Regions from separate parts of the Acanthopagrus latus genome. Here region 2 is linked to region 1. The links are chromatin contacts, called in public Hi-C maps. All regions are on one chromosome and are shown on one strand. The core of a region is the stretch at or near the end of the contact, and the rest is flanking DNA. Distances in the headings are between cores, read along the strand shown. Region 1 holds the start of tmem201 (transmembrane protein 201). Region 2 holds the start of lzic (protein LZIC).

The links. Hi-C and Micro-C count contacts between places; a contact is called where the count stands out from the background.
Region 2: a Hi-C map of muscle shows a contact between it and region 1, with 4 times the contacts expected there. The contact joins the promoter of lzic here to the promoter of tmem201 in region 1. A contact is called at or near these places in 2 of 4 Hi-C or Micro-C datasets (liver and muscle).

Annotation. Positions count from the first base shown.
Region 1 is chr7:17,489,047-17,494,126 of fAcaLat1.1, forward strand. It overlaps tmem201 (transmembrane protein 201), which reads left to right and starts at 2,406. Exons shown (of 11, transcript XM_037104892.1): 1 at 2,406-2,643; 2 at 3,205-3,325; 3 at 3,437-3,631; 4 at 3,723-3,902; 5 at 4,143-4,507; 6 at 4,597-4,797. The coding sequence starts at 2,534. foxl2l (forkhead domain-containing protein) reads left to right here and starts at 227. Exons shown (of 1, transcript XM_037104559.1): 1 at 227-1,788. The coding sequence starts at 398. The coding sequence ends at 1,168.
Region 2 is chr7:17,622,088-17,627,021 of fAcaLat1.1, forward strand. It overlaps lzic (protein LZIC), which reads right to left and starts at 2,284. Exons shown (of 7, transcript XM_037103206.1): 1 at 2,144-2,284; 2 at 1,714-1,839; 3 at 988-1,123; 4 at 782-880; 5 at 561-656; 6 at 214-295; 7 at 1-119. The coding sequence starts at 1,814. The coding sequence ends at 64. It overlaps nmnat1 (nicotinamide/nicotinic acid mononucleotide adenylyltransferase 1), which reads left to right and starts at 2,335. Exons shown (of 5, transcript XM_037103203.1): 1 at 2,335-2,468; 2 at 2,800-2,939; 3 at 3,626-3,809; 4 at 4,760-4,884. The coding sequence starts at 2,825. LOC119022403 (a long non-coding RNA gene) reads right to left here. Exons shown (of 3, transcript XR_005075904.1): 3 at 3,822-4,048.

The DNA of each region.
Region 1 (5,080 bases), core at 1,156-3,655:
TCATTAATCGATTATTAAACTGCAAGTTGATCGTAACTGTCATTTTTTTTAACCAGTAAACGCTGTTAATAAGAGACAGCATGTGACCTCCGGGGGCAAATGTTGCAATAATGTTAAAAAGGCTCTGCGGGGTAGCCTTTGATGGATTCACTCCAAAGTGGGAATATTTGGATTAAAGTTACAACACGGTGCTTCGGCATAAACATGCCGCTCAGAAATCTCTCGCGGTGGCATCAACTGTGTGAGAAATCGGCGAGATGAAAGCAGGAGCTGGGTGCTGCGCGCTGCACCTGTGGGAGGAGTGTGTGCACCTGCGGACACTCACTGCGCTGCCTTGCTGAGCGGCACACTGCAACTACTTCTTCTTTTTGCTCCAGCACAAGCGGACACCTGAGCCATGGACGCAGAGGAGAAACCCCCCGCCGACCAGGGCGTGCAGCTCCTGGACATCAGCTCCAACTCGCCCCCACCTGAGCCCGAAGGTGCGCGGGACTCCGAGCAGCTGGAGAAGCCGCCGTACTCCTACGTGGCTCTCATCGCCATGGCCATCAAGGAGAGCCGGGACAAGAGGCTGACTCTGGCCGGGATTTACGACTTCATCGTCGAAAAGTTCCCGTACTTTGAGAGGAATAAAAAAGGCTGGCAAAACAGCATCAGACACAACCTTTCACTTAACGAATGTTTCCTGAAGGTGCCCAGGGAGAGCGGAGCGGACAGGAAGGGCAACTTCTGGATGCTGGACCCCGCGTTTGAGGACATGTTCGAGAAGGGGAACTACCGGCGGAGGAGGAGGGTGAGGAGGCCCTTCAGACCCGCGAGCGTGCCTTACCTGAGCGGGAGCCCCGCGGAGTACCCCGAGCATCTCTACCTGCAGCCCTACGTGAGCTCCTGGGGTCTGTCCCAGAGCGGATACCCGGCACCCCGCAGCATGTCCCCCAGCCCCCCGGTGAGCTCCTACTGCCCGCCACCCCACTTCCACCACACCGCCTACGCCGCTTACCACCGCCACCCGCCCGTGCTGGTCCCCCACAACGGGTGTCCCTACGGCGGAGTGACCCAGCCGATGAGCCCGGATGGAGGCACCGTCTCCGTGCCGTGCAGCTACCAGCAGTTCACCTCCTACGCGCGGCAGGCGGAGGCGCCGCTCCCTCACCGGTTCGACATGTGAGATTTTGGTTTGTTTGTGCCACTGACAGCCATCATTGACTCAAAGTTCACCTGTTTCATCATTTCAGTTCGGCTGTCATTCATGTGTCAGGTAAAGTTAATTATTTAGTAGTTTGATGAGTATTCAATGTCCTCGCTGTTTAAAAAAAACAAAACAAAAAAAACAACAACAAAAAAACGTTAAATGAGCTGGTTATGAATTTGTTTGTTTCTGAATTGGTTTCTGCTTCATATGGAGATTAATTATTGTCAGCGCTCTACATTATGCTTCAGAAATGTCACAGACCAAGTCTGAACTGCTGGAAGACGGCTAGTTTAAGTCTGAGGCTTAGTTGATGCCCCCTATGTTAAACAATTACTTAATTTAATTTTTTTTTTTTTTTTTTTTTACATTTGATTGTTTTAATATTTATATATAATTGCCAATATTGTTGGCAGGCATTTATGTTCGTATTTTTATGTTATTTATTTCTTTTCTCTGGTTTTATTCCTTTTTTTCGAGCTGCTATGCAATAGTTTGTGACAGTGAAGCACTGATCGGGTTTTCCGTGTTATTTGAATGTTTACCTGATGTGAAATACATCATGTTTGTTAAAAATAAAATGCTATTTTTTCATCAAATACTCTCATTATTGTTATTATTGTTTTTCTTGTTTTCTGTTTTTATCTCCATTTGCCATTTAGCCCAGTCCATTGTATTTTTTATTTCAACTCCAAATCACGGTAAAAGTTATCTCTTAACACTTTTGAATAGGGCAGGTTTAGCATTAAAGATCAAGCATTCTGTCTGACTTGAGGATATTAATGTCAGTCACGTCAGTGTTTTTGTCATGACATTAGATATCATTTCTGTTAAACCACATCGATAGGATGAAAATACATCTGTAACTAATGTCTCCGAGGGTAATTGCTATTGAAAATAATAATTTGATTGATTTTTTTAAAATCCCGTATCAGGATTTTAAAGCAAGCGAGAGAAAATATGACAGGAACGGTCCCCTGCCACGTTCCAACACTATCATACCCCCCCCCCCCCCCTTTCTACTACACTACGTGTTGCTTAGAAACAAACCAATGTGGTGGATATGTATTTAGAATAAATCAATGCACCCAAACATGATAAAAATATATATTTTATATGATACAGTTTAATAATGAGTGATTTTAGTGAACAGTAAAGTCGAAAAGAACGAATATAAAACATATTGGAACGAGTCCAAGCGATGACACGTATTCCGCTTCCGTTTCATGGGCGTTAACAAAAGGGGATCCTCTTGCCGCGTGCGCTCTCGCGCCGTGTTTAGCGGTACTGTTACACTACATTTCTCATGTTTTGCTGGTTTATTTACTGCTAGTTTCGGTGGAAATGGAGGCGTTTAATCAACTTCTGTTGGAGTATCCCGAGCTAATGTACAGCGGGGTCGGAGCTACAGCGGTCGTCGCCGGCGGAGCGCTGATATACAAGATTCTCACCAGGTAAGTTGCAGGTTTTGTACCGCGCGTATGTTTTCAGCTAGATCCACGTTAACTGTACTACAAGTTTGTCAACAGTGTTTGAAATTATCTCCGCGGGTTCATAAATGTGATTATCAAGAAGTAATTTTGCAAACGGTAAACGTACAAATACATTCCCTATGCTACAAAAGTCGTACCTTTGTACATGCTAGCACGACTGCTAACTTTGCTAGCCGTGGTGCTAAGTAACCTGATGGTAGTTGTGTGCCACTCGCGTTACGACGAATAGTTTTTGCAATGTTTATGCGCGTATTTTAACTGTTTGTTGTGTACCGTGTATAGGATTTATGACACATCACGGTATTGTAGTGTTTTGTGTCTACGCATCACTGAAATAACACCGCAAACTTCTCGCAGATTGACAAGGTTTAGCCTGTCCACTCAACTTAACTAACTCATTATCCACCTCAGCGACGCACATTGTGGGAAATATCTGCACGTCACAAATGCACCTTCGGGTTAATTAACAGTGTTTTGTTGCATCGTGTAAGAACTCCGCATTTATTTGTTTTTTTTATATAGGAAGAAGCCGACCCATGCAAACGTGAACTGCTGGTTCTGTAATCAGAACACAGTGGTGCCCTATGGGAACAGGAACTGCTGGGACTGTCCCAACTGTGACCAGTATAATGGCTTCCAGGAGGTGAGTTTCCAAGGTTGAAGTCTTTGCATATCTGTAAACTTTTTTCTTGATGTATGTGATGTAGGTTTTGAGCCTTTATAACAATCTTGTGTTGATCTGTCTTGTTTTCAGAATGGGGATTACAACAAACCCATCCCAGCTCAGTACATGGAGCACCTGAACCATGGAGTATCTGGTGGCCTTCCCTCATCTGAGACACCCAAGGCTCTGCAGTTTGTCAACTGTCAGATGCTGCTCTGCAGGAAGTGCAATACCAATCAGTCTGTAAAGATCAAGCAGTTGGCCTCATTTATCCCAAGGGACGATGTAAGTACTGTGCTCCTTTCTTCTCACTATGACGCCATCATCATCGCTATCATGATTGACAACACTAAATGTATCATTGCTTTTTCTGTAGGAGAACTACGATGAGGAAATTGAGGCTTACAAGCACCACCTTGAGCAGACCTACAAGTTATGCAGGCCATGTCAGACAGCTGTGGAGTACTACATCAAATATCAAAACAGGCAACTTCGAACAGTGCTCCTAAACCATCAGCTTCGACGCAGCCGGGAATCCGACAAGGGCTTTGTAAAGGTCAGTGCACTCCAAAGTCAAATTTACACGAAGCACAGAAAAGATTGTGGTATTCTTTTTGACAGTTTGAGAGTTCAAGTGAAAATGCACATCTGCACATCATCTTTACTTTCCCAATATATGTATTTTTGCCTTTTCTTAATATAATATGTCAGCATTATTTTTGTGCACCTTGTAGACTTTCATGTGTCATAAAAATATTAACGGTCTCAATTAAAAAAAACATTCTCTTTCCCACAGAGCTCCTATTCTACTTCTTCTCCCATGGGGGTCATCCTCTTACGGGTCCTCGGCTTCCTGATATGTGCTTTCCTAGTTTCCACATTTTTCGGTGAATTGCCGGACCAGCATACTTCAACCAGTGGCCCGCAGACACTAAGTGGCGGGGTCATTCCACCAAAGCCCAAGCCCTCCAACGAATCCACCCCCGACAAAGAAAGAAGTGGAGGCGTGCCTGTGTGGCAGAGTCTGCTGGGGCTGATCCCAGACAAGGCTCAAGAAAATGCCAAGCTGGTGTGGCAGTTCGGAAGAGACAACCAGCTGGCTGTAGTCTCTGTTGGCCTGTTGACTTGTCTCACTGCTATCTTCTTTGCAGGGCCTGTGAGGTAAGCAGTCACCACCTCTGTTATTTCCTTTCCTTTCCAAGGGGGTAGTCAGACAAACTCTGCAGGCTCACCTGTCGATGCATTTTCAGGTTGAGGAGAATTGATGCGGTGGCCTCTGTCCTGTGGTTCGTCATCCTGTGCCTCTACCTGGCTGAGAGCTACTTTACTGCTGCCTTGGACTGGATGGACACAGCCAAGCTCAGTGCCTCATCCCTCTGCTGCCTTGTCAGCTTTGCTGCTGCTGTGGCAACTCGCAAACCGCTGGGTCCAAGAAGAGCCCGATATCGAAGGTCAGAATCTGAGCAGTAATGTTATAGTTGTGTTTGAAACTTGTTTTTTTTTTTTACATTTCAAACCAGATCAAAACACATTTATCACCAAGCGTTGCCAATGTCCAAGTACAACTGTACAAAGAGCATGCATGTTTTTAATTCACTGTCTGTTTTTACTTCCCTCTGTTCCGGATGTGTGTGAATGACTGTGAGGTTATGACATGTCTATGACACACTTAAAGCATAGAACTGTGTGTGTGGTCCATGATAGAAACAAAAGATAGCTTGCTCGATCACATCA
Region 2 (4,934 bases), core at 1,034-3,533, 130 kb after region 1:
ATTGGCACATTTCTTTCTTGATGATAACAAGGACAGAGATAAAATTAGCGTTTTGTAGATTCACTACACCTTGGTTTTCACACCAGAGCTAGCTAAGGCCAGAATTTTGTCTTCGGAGCCTGAAAGAGAAGGCAAAGCAAGATAAATACAAATGTTTATATGTTAACTTGTATGATCAAATGTTCAAGTCTTTATTCTCATCTTTATTCTCACCTAAGTTTGCAGTCACTTTTTCAAACTGGCTCAGAGTTGCTGTGGCATTTTCAGCGAGGAAAGTCTCATCCTCCGAAGTGAGCTGTCAGACCAGCCGGAAACAAATGATAGTGCACTGTTAATTCAAGCTTTGATCCGACAATTGTAATGCGATTTAATTGTTACAGCTCCGTCTGAAGTGAGATTTAGGCCTGCTGTAGCATCTGGACTGTCAGCCTAGTGACAGCTACATGACTAAAATAAGTCAGAGCTGCTTCAGGAGGATTTATGGGCACAAGCCTCTGAATCATCCATCTGTCGAGAAAAAAAACAAAAAAAAACACATCTCTGCAGCGAGCGTTCCTCACCTTCTCTCCAAGTTTTCTCAAGGCTGTGAGGATTTCCATTTTCTGCTGCGTGTACACATCCCGTGACAGTTTCCCCACCATGACGTCTCGGTCCATCTGCACAGAATGTCGCACACTAGTTAGATAATTTTCAGGCCATGCAACACACAGATACCAACACTGTGGAGTGACTAAGCAGCTGCATCAAATATATAATCTATGACTGTCTGTGTAGTGCAAACCTCTGCTAGTCTGGTCCTCAGCTGTCCTGGCTGCTTCTTAGCAAAAAGTCGGATCACCTCTGGGGTCTTGAACGCTTGGCTGATGGCAGCTTGGATCGCCTGAAGAAGACACACGCACATTGGAAAATTAGCAACATTTTGAAAATCATTGCTCACACTGGATTGATTCGCATGAACTGCATTATCCATCCAAAGATTGTCCGTACCAGCTGCATTCCACTGAGTTCATCTACAAGTGTCATGTCTCCCGTCATGATCTTGTTCAGGGAGTCATTGAATTCACTCAACTGTTCCAAGGTTTCCTTTTTTGTCTCCTCGTACTCCTCCTCATCCAGCTCTTCTCTGGAATAAACAAATAAAAGGATGAGAACCTGACAGGAAAATATATAGAAATTATTGGTGAACCGATTATCTGTCCTGGCCGATTATCAAGGCCATCATTCAGCATTTTCCCATTATCGTTATCTGTGATTTTCCTGTCAGACTGTCTGATGTGTGGCATCGTCTCACACATTGCTCTGCCCACAATAACATCTGATTGATTACACTTCACAACCAATAGCCTAGAAACACTCAAATGATGTAACTAGACACTAAACCTTCAAATAAATGTAGTGGAGAGGAGGTATAAAGTAGTAGAAAATTGAACCACTGAAGTAAAGTACCTTAAAATTGTACTAGGGTTTATTCAATCACTGATTGTTTGAAATCTTGACAGGTTTGAATTTTTACTGCAAATGAACATCGGTCTCAAATTGCATTTTTCAGTCTCCTTGATTTCTAACAATCAGTATTGGCCCTAATCAGTCGTCCCCTAATACAAATACTAACTGACATAGACTAGATCATCATCAAGCTAAAGCAGTCATGTTTACTGATTTGGTAAAGACCCTCTACATCACATGGATTTAATGCATTTCTCTACAGTGCACCTGCATTCCTCCAGATCCTGAAGCTGCTGCATCAGTCTGTCAAGCTGCTCCTCCATGTTTTGCCTCAACTTTCCAGTCTCTGATTTCCCGCGAGAAGCCATCCTTAGTTCAAGTCGTATATAACACCTATGAAGGACACAACACAGAATATACAATGACAAATATGCAGCAGTATGTTGTATGCCACGAATAACAAACGTCAACCTAGCATGCTATTTAGACAGCGTAGGGGTAGGATGGCGTTGTCTGAGCTGTCATTACAGCAACACTGTTCAACAGTGTTCAACAGGTAGCCAGACACCAAGTTTACTGAGAAACTATGGATTGAGCTGTTTACTGGAGGCTCACACAGCGTTATATGACTGAAAGTTGTTTAGTTAGCTAGCTAGCTAGCTTGCATGCTAAAAGAAAACATCTCACCAGGTCTCACTTTGTAAACAGTTTTAAACCAGTCGTCCGATAACTGAAATATTTGCACACGCTTGACGAGTGCACATGAGAATCTAATCTAAATCCTTAAATTGTGATTCGTTGAGAAATAACCACTTTTAAATATGGTTACAAAGTCTTCAGTGTTTCTTGAGGCGTTTACGGATTCGGGATTTGTGATTGTGAACGTAGCTCGAGACTGCGGGTGCGGCTGTCTGCTTCCTGGTCGATCTCCTGCCCAATCAGATTCCTTCATTTTAACGCGTCAGTACCGGAAGTCGGCGTATCATTCCATCCAGAGCACCTGACTGTCGCTGTGTCTCCTGGTAGTAAAACGAATATTTACGTTACTCTACGCCTCATTTGCAGCCTATCGTGACCGTGTTTTGTGTGTTTGAGCAACCTGCACGATCATTTCGGTGGCAAACTCGCGTTGCCTGGTTACAGAGAGAGCTAACGTTAGCTACTGTTCATGATGCAATGATGGCGCTAACGTTGGATTCAGCTAACTCTTCTTCGAGTTTCGATTAGTAACTAACACATAGTCAGTCGCTCTGGTGTAGCGGACAGAGCCTCCCCTCAGTGGCAGTGTTTTTACATGTTAGCCACAGCAACTAACTTCAGTCTTTGCTTTCCTCTCCATGTGTGCTGCTGTAGTGCTAACCTCGCCCCAGAATGAGGCATGGAGGATCACAATACAACCAAAGTGGTTCTTCTGTGCTGCGGGTCCTTCAACCCCATCACCAACATGCACCTGAGGATGTTTGAACTGGCCCGAGATCATCTAGAGGAAACAGGTGCAGTGAAATCGGAATAATACCCTGTTGCAGTGATGTTTCTGTTGTTTTGTTTTAAAGCACCATTATGTAGCAATTATTATCTTGTGAGAATTGACGCTCCCCACAGTTTCTGGGTGTGACAACCCTGTCGTGAATACAAATCCCAGGTCTGCAACAGTTAGCCAGGTAATATTGCAGGTGCTAACTACAAACAAAACTCATTATGTCATAACAATGTGATGTGTCGAAAACTTGTATGTTAAACGTGCATGCAAAGCTGTGATCCTGCCCTCTCACTGAAGTTGCATAGTGCAGAAATAATCATAATTCAGCCTGTTGCAAGACACTGTATCATCAAAATGATTCTGAAGCTGTTATTTTTAGGGGGAACATTGCATAATGTTGCTTTAAAGTGGTTGTTCACCTTGATTAGCAAAACATGGCTTAAATTTATTTCTGGTATCTCACCATGCACATACTTAAAGAAACAGAAATAGAACGATTGAGCAGCCATCTGTAAATGTGTAAACAGGGTCATTATTACCAGCAACAACAAAAAAAAATAAAAAAAATTAACCAATGATGTCAATGTTTTTGTTATTGAAAAATGAAAAAATAAGTTGTTAAAAAAACAAAAAAGGAAAAGCAATCTTTACACACAGTATCAGATTATTATTACTGAAACATAAATGTGTTATTCTAAGGCCAGTACAGGGTGGTGAGAGGCATCATCTCTCCGGTGGGTGATGCCTACAAGAAGAAAGGACTGATTGAGGCCTGCCACCGTCTGGAGATGGCTCGATTGGCCACAGAGTACTCAGACTGGATCACAGTAGATTCCTGGGAGAGCTTTCAGTCAGAGTGGCTGGAGACGGCAAAAGTTGTTCGGTAAGTTGACGGTTCTCATTTGTTGTGAGTGCCTGTGCCCCTGTTTTGCTACCTTGAAGCCAAGGAGTGTCTTTTGTGTTCAGCTGCTATGATAAGTTCAAGGAAATCTGCCAAGGAATCTAAGAGAATTCCTGTCAGCTCTGTATCAGATTTTCCCTGCTCGCTGTTTTCCGTTTTCCTCTAATTCTTCCCCAGTGGCTACACCTCAGGCAGCCCATTCATCCTCTCTCTTGACGTAACTGAAGACAGAAGAAATTACTGTTAAAGTAATGATTTACAAGCAGCCCCTCCAGCAGTTTAAGATCTGACGTGGTGCTTAAATGCACGTGACGATTGGTGCTGTTATGTTTGAACAGATGTTAACAAATGATTGTGTCCTACAGATGCCAGCGGAACTTTTGTGTCAACTATGCTGTTCATACAGCATTTGTACTTTGCACAAAGACTAAATACATTTTCCGACGGTAAATAAGTGACATATTGTGCAAAACGCAATCGCAAGAAAAGTTAGAGGGCTTTATTTTGTTTGATTCCTAAAGGACTAATCTGTAGCATCCAAAAGTGTGAAGAAGTGTTTTGGTTGGATACTGACTGATATTCTGCCACTATGACTAATGTTTCCTGTAAGGGAAACGGTGTGCAGTTGGGTGTCACACCCACTCAGGACTGCTTCACTGGATAGTAATATAGTATAATATGATAATACACGTGCAATATATTTTATATTCTAAATAGTATGTTATGTTTACACATTTTATTTATTTATTTTCATGCAAATACTTGCTGCTGTTTTATCCTGTTATATGCTGAGACAACTGCAAGAAAAAAAAATCCAATCTGCACTGTAAGGTGTAATTTGAATGACAAAAATGAAGAAAGTCTTATATGTAAAAAAAAAAAAAAAATCAGGTATTTGGATGCTGTGATAATAAATGTCTGTATCCGTTTAGGCATCATTATGAGGACCTTCTTGCAGCCGAGGAGAACAACGATGATGTGGACACTGTCAAGTACGCAAAAAAGAGACGTATAGAAGAGAATAACTTTGAGGGTTCATCTCAACACAAAAGGAAAGGTGGGTCACTAACGCATATGCTCAGAAACTTAAGTATTGTTTTCTCAGTC